Regions from separate parts of the Canis lupus genome. Here region 1 is linked to region 2. The links are chromatin contacts, called in public Hi-C maps. All regions are on one chromosome and are shown on one strand. Each heading gives the region's core, a stretch centred on a gene start, on an enhancer-like site or on the middle of the called end of the contact. The rest is flanking DNA. Distances are from core to core; before and after follow the strand shown. Region 1 has its middle 44 kb from the start of SFXN1. Region 2 has its middle 21 kb from the start of HRH2.

The links. A called contact is a pair of places that touch in the nucleus more often than the background predicts.
Region 1: a contact with region 2 is called in a Hi-C map of blood, with 2.0 times the contacts expected there. The contact joins two enhancer-like sites. A contact is called at or near these places in 2 of 9 Hi-C or Micro-C datasets (blood and skin fibroblasts).

Annotation. Positions count from the first base shown.
Region 1 is chr4:38,368,118-38,371,927 of UU_Cfam_GSD_1.0, forward strand. No RefSeq gene overlaps it. Among named protein-coding and RNA genes, the nearest start is that of SFXN1, 44 kb to the right of the region's middle. Within about 2 kb of position 1,329, at least 6 of the 20 cell types and tissues checked have an H3K27ac peak or open chromatin away from gene starts, as enhancers often do.
Region 2 is chr4:38,292,705-38,296,687 of UU_Cfam_GSD_1.0, forward strand. No RefSeq gene overlaps it. Among named protein-coding and RNA genes, the nearest start is that of HRH2, 21 kb to the left of the region's middle. Within about 2 kb of position 2,662, at least 5 of the 20 cell types and tissues checked have an H3K27ac peak or open chromatin away from gene starts, as enhancers often do.

The DNA of each region.
Region 1 (3,810 bases), core at 79-2,578, 74 kb after region 2:
TAGCTTTTTATTATTTTTTTTTAAACTGTTCCTTGTGTTACCATCTTTCCTGGAGATTGCACATGATTAAAATAAGTTTTCATTATAAATGGGACCGAGGGCAGAACATGTTCTTGATTGCAATCACACATGATAAAATGATTTCCTGGCCCCTAGAAGCTAGCCGGGATGACTCCCCTGGACTACTAATGTTTGCCAAGCTGACACCATGGACAAACTAGGAATGGCCTGTTTGTCTGATTTTTCCATTTGAATACTATTGCCCAAATAGCAGTATTTAAAAAAATTTTTTTTTAAAGATTTTACTTATTTATTCATGAGAGAGAGAGAGAGAGGCAGAGACACAGGCAGAGGGAGAAGCAGGCTCCATGCAGGGAGCCCAATGTGGGACTCGATCCCGGGACTCCAGGATCACACCCTGGGTGAAAGGCGTCGCTAAACTGCTGAGCCACCCGGGCTGCCCCCCCAAATAGCAGTAAAGTAAAAAGACAGGGAAGGAAAGTCATGACTTCGGGTTCTCCACCTACCCCTTTTAAGCTTCACAAGACCATAAAGTGGATTTTACTATCTCCATTTTACAGATGAGAAAACTGAGGCTCAGAGAGGGGAACTGGCTTTTCGCATTATCATGGAAATAGTACGTGGCAGAGCTAGGATTTGACTACTCCTCCTGCCCTGCACAGAACCCTTTGGAACGAGCCGGGGCTTCAGGTTGAAGACCACGTGCTCCTTCTCTGGGCACTGAACACCTGGCCCCCGACACCTGGGGGCATCTTTCTGAAAGCTCCCTCCCTTGCACACAATACTTAGCCACACTTTCTCGGGTCTCCAGGTCCTCCCCTGACTGTTCCTTCCAACCAGAAGCACTGGTTTCTTCCTGCCCTCTCTCCCCTCCCCTTCAGTACTTCCTACTCCTCTTGCTGATGTGCCGCTCCCTAAAGTCCTCCTTGATTTCCAGCTCGCCTCCCCCAGCTGGGTTCAGGGTTCATCATCCTGGGGTCACCGGCTGTGTCACAGTCCTTATGGCCTTGAGGGTATGGACTGGGTCACTCATTGTTTTGCTTTTTGCTCCACCCCGCCCGCCGGGGTCAGGTGTTTCAATGGCTGAATCCATTCCTGCCTGTTGGGTGCCAAAGCAGGCTATCTGTCCAGCAGCTGGAGAGATCGTCCTTCCCCCAGGTTTTTCTACACTCTTCCTGAGGTGGTCTCGGAAATGCAGAGATCCACGGTCTCCCTGATCTCCGGCTGCCTGCCCTGGGCTGCCCCGGGACGCCTGCGGTAGGCTGGGGGTGACGGGAGGCTCAGCGCTCGATCTTGCAGGCAATGCTGCACCCTAGCGGCGCCTCTCAGCACCCCCGCTCCCTCCCCACGGGAGCTCAGGACCCCGGGGAGCCTAGCCTGCTTGGGGCTGGCAATGATCCCGTGAGGCAGATCGAGCTACTGCATTACTACTCTACAGCCTGAACTTGATGTTTTTCTGATTATAAAATGAATACAGACGCATTCCAGAAAATCTGAGACACAGGAAACTGTAAACAAAATACAGGTTACATCTAAACCCAGAGACAACTGTTAACCATTTTGGTATCCTTCTAATACATCTTTTTTATTTTTTTTTAAGATTTTATTTATTTATTCATGAGAGAGAGAGAGAGGCAGAGACACAGGCAGAGGGAGAAGCAGGCTCCATGCAGGGAGCCCGACGTGGGATTTGAACCCAGGTCTCCAGGATCACGCCCTGGGCTGCAGGCGGTGCCAAACTGCTGAGCCACCGGGGCTGCCCTCTAATACATCTTTTTTTTTTTTAATACATCTTTTATACATATCAGTGCATTTATTAGAAAATTGGGATTATCATACACAGAGGTTTGAAAAATACTATTTAATATGTCCTGAGTTCTGAAACAGAAGGCTGAAAAAATCAGAAAAGCATAAAAATGTAAAAATCCCTTATAATCCCACCATCCAGAGATAGCCTTTCTTCTCAACTTATTTATACTTGTGACAATCGGCTGCTATGAATCTATCTATCTCACAAGAATCCAAATCAGAAAAAAACTGTAAAGTCCCCAAGGGGGTGGGCAGCGCCTGTGGCTTAGCAGTTTAGCGCTACCTTCAGCCCAGAGCGTGATCCTGGAGACCTGGGATTGAGTCCTGCATCAGGCCCCCTGCATGGAGCCTGCTTCTCCCTCTGTCTGTCTGTCTCTCTGTAAATAACCTTAAAAAAAAGAAAAAGTCCCCAAGGTGGGGGGCAGAGTGACTCAGTTAAGTGGCTGCCTTCTGCTTGGGTCATGATCCCAAGGTCCTGGGATCGAGCCCCACATCAGGCTTCCCGCTCAGCAGGGACTCTGCTTCAACCGCTCCCCCTGCTTGTGTTCTGTCAAGTGAATAAACAAAATCTTTTTTTTTTTTTAAAGAGTTCCCAAGGGAAAATATATTCTTGTATTTTAGACTACCCCACAGTAGAGTATACTTTCTTTTTTTCCTGCTTAGCAATTTCTTTGGAAACACCCTCCAACCTCCCCCTTCTTCCAACTCCTGCCTGACACATTGCCTCCATATGGCTCCCATGGGAGTAGCCAGGCCTTCCATGAACCCGACTGTGTTCGTCTGTGGGATTAATTCTTAGAAGCGGATTTGCTTAAGAGGGGGCATGTGCTTTTGTAAGTTTTGATAGATACTGCCAAACTGTCTTGCGGAGAAATCACAGCAACTTGCACACCCACCCGCAGTCATGAGAGTGCCTGTTTCCCAGCGAGATCACCAACAGTGTTGCCAAACTTTCAGCCCTGGGGATCACACATTTGAAGTTAAGCTACAATGTGCTGAGTCAACGTGCACTGTGCCGGGCACCAGGCTAGGTGCTATTTATTAATACTCCCTGGATCCTCACGGGTACCCAGTGTGGGAAGGAGGGTTATTTTCATTCTCCAGATGAGGAGGCTGAGGTTGACATTGCTTTGCCTGCTCAATTCATGGAATGGAGCTGAATTCAACTGCAGCAGTCATCAGAAGAGCCACCCAGTCTGTATCAGAATCACTCAGAGGGCTTGCTAAGAACTGTCTGGGCTTTCCCCTAGCACCCCCCTCACCGAGCTTCTGATTCAGCGCTTACGGAAAGGGCCCGAGAACATACATTTCTAGTTTCCAGTGATGCTGCTGCTGCTGGTCTGGGGGCTACATTTTGAGAGCCACTGGTTCTCACTCTTACTTTAACCTGGGACTCTTATCTGGATGGAAATGACCTCGCTGACCTACCTTATGTGTGTGGGTGTGTATGTGGGAATGAGAGTCATCTTCCATAGTCCTTTGAATGAACCAAGTTAGGTTTGTGGCAAGTGATTCCATGTCTTCAAGTCTGTTCTCCCACCTTTGAATGGAGAGGAAACCCTTGGGATGAGAAGGAGTGATGTATGCAAAAAAAAAAAAAAAAAAAAAGTCTGGCCACTTCGGATCTGTGAAATACAGTGGGGAAATAGCTGAGTTTGACAGGTCTGGATTGAGATGGTGGTTGGGCCACTGTGTGACACAAGTTAGTGCACTTTGCTGAGCCTCAAATTCCTTCCCTTTTCAGAGATTCAGAGATGGGGATATGACAGGCTTCTTGAGGATTAAATTGCCCCAAGTGGTGGCGCAGTGGTTTGGCGCCTGCCTTTGGCCCAGGGCGCGATCCTGGAGACCCAGGATCGAATCCCACATCGGGCTCCCGGTGCATGGAGCCTGCTTCTCCCTCTGCCTGTGTCTCTGCCTCTCTCTCTCTCTCTCTCTCTGTGACTATCATAGATAAATAAAAATAAAATAAAATAAATT
Region 2 (3,983 bases), core at 1,412-3,911:
AACAAATATCCCATAATCCTGCCATCCACAGGCAAATATTGCTAACATTCTTTGGTCTATTTCCTTCTAGTCTTTTTTCTAAGTGCTTGTCCACAAATTTGTGACCATACCCTATATATGCATATGTATAAGCATGTCCTCATTCATTAAAAAACTCTCCATTTTTAGTAGCCACATGATTGTCCCATAATTTACTTAATTGATCCCCTAACTGGACATTTAGGCACTCTCTGATTGTTGATGAGAATCTTTGCATCTGAAAGAGCCTTTGTTCATATTCCCATCACTTCATCTGGATGTCTTCCCTTCTTTTAAAACATTTTTGGCAAAGGAACCTCTCTAGCTGGCGGAGACACCCATTTCCCCATAGCTAGGCATCCATTTTTCCCATCATCAGGGATTTCTTCCCCCAGGCTGAGCTAAATCCTTGGAATTGGGACTTAATCCTGTTTCCCCTTCTCCGAGCATTGATGATGGACCCCAGCTGGACTTCTTTTTGCCTGGACGTGTCAGCTGGGAGGGTCAGTTTAGTTAGTCATCCGTGGATGGAGACCAAAAAGTGTCCGTGAAGCCAGGAGAAGTAGCTGAGGCCAAAGTTAATGGAGACAAAGTTGACTAGGACAAAGTGATGGAGGAAGAGAACTGTTGGCTGGCTTGGGTGAGCCAGCCTGAGATCTGCTTTCTATCTGTGGTGCTAAATAGTGACCTTCCTTCCTTCCTTCCAGACACCTAGAGAAATCATCACTAGGCAAAGGTATCCCAATCCCGCTGCCAGACTCAGTCACACTTTCTCCACTGTTTATACAGCAGCTCCTCCTATTACATGTGGATGGTGAAACCAGTGCTGACTGGGCCCCTGCCAGGTCCCATGCTAGACACCTTCCACAGTCATATTTGGGATCCAGTGTGGTACCATCAGAAGAACTTGGAATCAGGCAGATCTAGGATAGAACTTGGAATCAGGCAGATCTAGGATCAATCCCAACACAAGCACGTCCCAAAAGTGTGACCATGTGGAAACCATTTACCCTCATGAGACTTGGTTTCCTGGCCTGTTATTTCAGTGTTTAATGGGACCAGCTTCCCAGGATCCTTGCGGAGACTATAGCCTACACTGGATGCATAAGGCACCAAGTCCCAGGCCTGCACAGAGCAAGGGCAGGAGAAATGTGACTTTCTCGTTCCATTCAATTCTCATTATATCTCACAGTCAAAAATGTCAATAAATGTAATCTATCTCATTGCCTTTTATAACCTCCAGCAACAGGGCGCTCATTAGTAAGTATGAATTTATAAGGTCCCATTACAAATAAGATACTGAGGCTCAGAGAGATTCCACCAGGAGTTTTCCCGGACAGACTGTCATCTCACAGATTTCATGTCTCAGAGAACCATCAGGATGTGTGTCTGGAGTGGAAGGGGCACCTGCCCCCCACCCCCCTTCCCTGCACCCTGCTTCATGCCCAACTGGGCCACTGGCCACCTCTGGCAAAGGAGACCAGAAATGACCTGCCACGTAAAAATGAGTTCCCAGCAGGGAACCAGAACCGGGACTCTGGCCATTGAAGTTTAGGGTATGAGGGCTGCCCTGGAGGGACACCACAACCGGCGGGTACTTTGCTGCCCCATCTTCTTAACCTCATAGCCTTCTCAAAGGGGCCGTCAGCATACCCACCCCTCTTTGCAGAGTTGGAAACTGAGGTTCACATGGTCAAGGTCAACTGCAGGTGTTTCAATCAGCGAACCGGGATTCCTAGCCAAGGCCACGTGCCCAGCTCATCCCAGACCCAAATGGGTCCAGGCAAGCCCTGCCCCGACCTTGCTACTGGGCAGAGGCCAGCAGCCCAGGAGGACGAAGGCCAAGTGCCTCGGCTCCCGAGGAGCTCAGAGCCCCTTCCTGCCCACCCCCAGCCTTCTCCTGGCTTTCCTTAAGCAGAATGTCGTTCCGTGCTCCCGCAGACACAACGCCCCGAGAAAATGCCATCGCCCTGGGGCCGCGGCCAAAGCAGGGACCTCTCCGGCGCGAGCGGACTTCCCAAATCCACCCCCACGCGGGCAGAGGGGACAACCCACGGACCCCGCGCCCCGAGCCCGGCTGTGACCCGGGGCTGCCTCCGTCCTTGCAGCGCCCCCTTGGCGCGCGCACGGCCCCCGCGGGTCACAGAGAAGGAAACTGAGGCTCGCAGGCGGAGAGAATCGTCCAAGGTCAGGCACAGTCCGCGAGCCGCGGCGGGGCCGAGCTCGCACTCGGGGTTAGGGTCACGGCGGCGGCGGCGGGGACCCCCCCCCCCCAGCCGAGGCCCCGCGGGGAGGCTCGGCGGCCGCGTTACCTTGAGCGCCGCGCGGGGCGGCTCCGGCTTCGGCTCCAGGCTCCCGGCGTCCAGCGCCCGCGCCGGCTCCGCTCCGGGCAGGGATGGAGCGAGCGCCCCGCCCGCCCGCGCCCCGCGCCCGGCGCCCACTTCCTCGTCTCCGCCCCCAACTCGCTCCTCCTCGCTCGCAGCCGCTCCCGCCCACCCTCCCCGGCCCCTCCCGGGCTCCCTGCTCCCCGCTTTCTCTCCCTCTCCCCTGCCGCCTCCGTGCACAGCACACGGCTTTGCTCCCTCCCCGCAGGCCCTCTCCCCCACGCTCCCCTACTTTCTCCCAGACCTTCTTTCCTTCCCTCTCTCTCTGGCTCTGACGTGTCCCCCTTCGTCTTTCTTTCTGTCACACTACCCCTCTTCCCTTCATTCCCCCCCTCACATGCAACCACTCCCCCACTCTCCTCAGCCCTGGCTGGGACCCAGATGCAGTTGTGAGATGGTAGCAGTGGAAGGGCACCCCCAGCTGTGGCCCAGGAATCAGGTGGCACCACTCAGCAGTGGGTGCCCAGCACTCTGCCACCTGGAATCAGGCTACAGGAGAGAAAGCACTCGTTTCTGGGAAAAAGCCTGGATAATTCTGAGATCAATGGAACTTCAGAAAACCCCAAACTGGGTTTGTTCTAGTTGGAAGAAGGGATGGAGGAAGAGAAGAGGTAGAGAAGAGGGTCTTAGGAAAGGGGCTTTTGGGTATGAAAACAGAGGCTCTCAGATGGGAAAACCCTTAAATGTCAAGATGTCAAGGCTGCTGTGCTAACCATGCGGACATGGATAGAGGTAACCTGGGTGCGCAGGATGGCCATGGGCTGTGCTAGGCCTGGACAGGAGAAGCAGGTGGTCACACAGGCTGCCCCTAATTGCTTGGGGAGCCTGATACAAAGAAGGAAGTTTTCATAGAAGCTTGGCAAAAGAGAGCAAAAAGATGCTGGCTCAGCTGAGCATACATGTCCGAGGTGTGCTAATGATGATTGACATATCACCCTAGGCCATTCTGTCACTATGGGCCTGGCCCTGTGTCTCCCAGGCTGAGATGCAGACTAAAGCCACAGCCCTCTGGAGCTCTGAGGTCACAGTTTCTGCAGGGCGGTGTGGTAGGCCAAGCATCCAAGTCATCTTGGAATGACAGCAAGAGCCTCCAAGCTCTTGCTAGATTCCATGTTTGCTCACCTACAATTTACAAAGCTGCATAGGTCATCTCTTAAAAAGTGTAAATCAGATCAAGCCTCTGTACTCCCTGCTCAAAACCCTCCCATGACTTCCTGTTGTAGTTAGAATCAAAATCCAAGCTTGCTATCACAGCCAACATGATCTGGCTTACCTCTCTGGTCTCATGTCTCACCACATTCTGCCTCACTCCACGTGCCTCAGCTATAGTCACTTCCTACTCATGCCCAGAATGGGCTGTGCTGGGCCATACCACAGACCATTTGCATTGGCAGTTCCTTCTTCTGAGGTTGTTCTTCCCCCACATCTTCCTGGCACCTCACACGTCAGAGAGGCCACAAGGCCTGATCATCTTACTTAAAGCAGTTACTCCCTCACTGCAGTGCGTTTCACATCATCCCTTTTTATTCTGATGAAAACACTCATCAGTATCTAGAATTATTTTGTTTTAATGCTTATTGT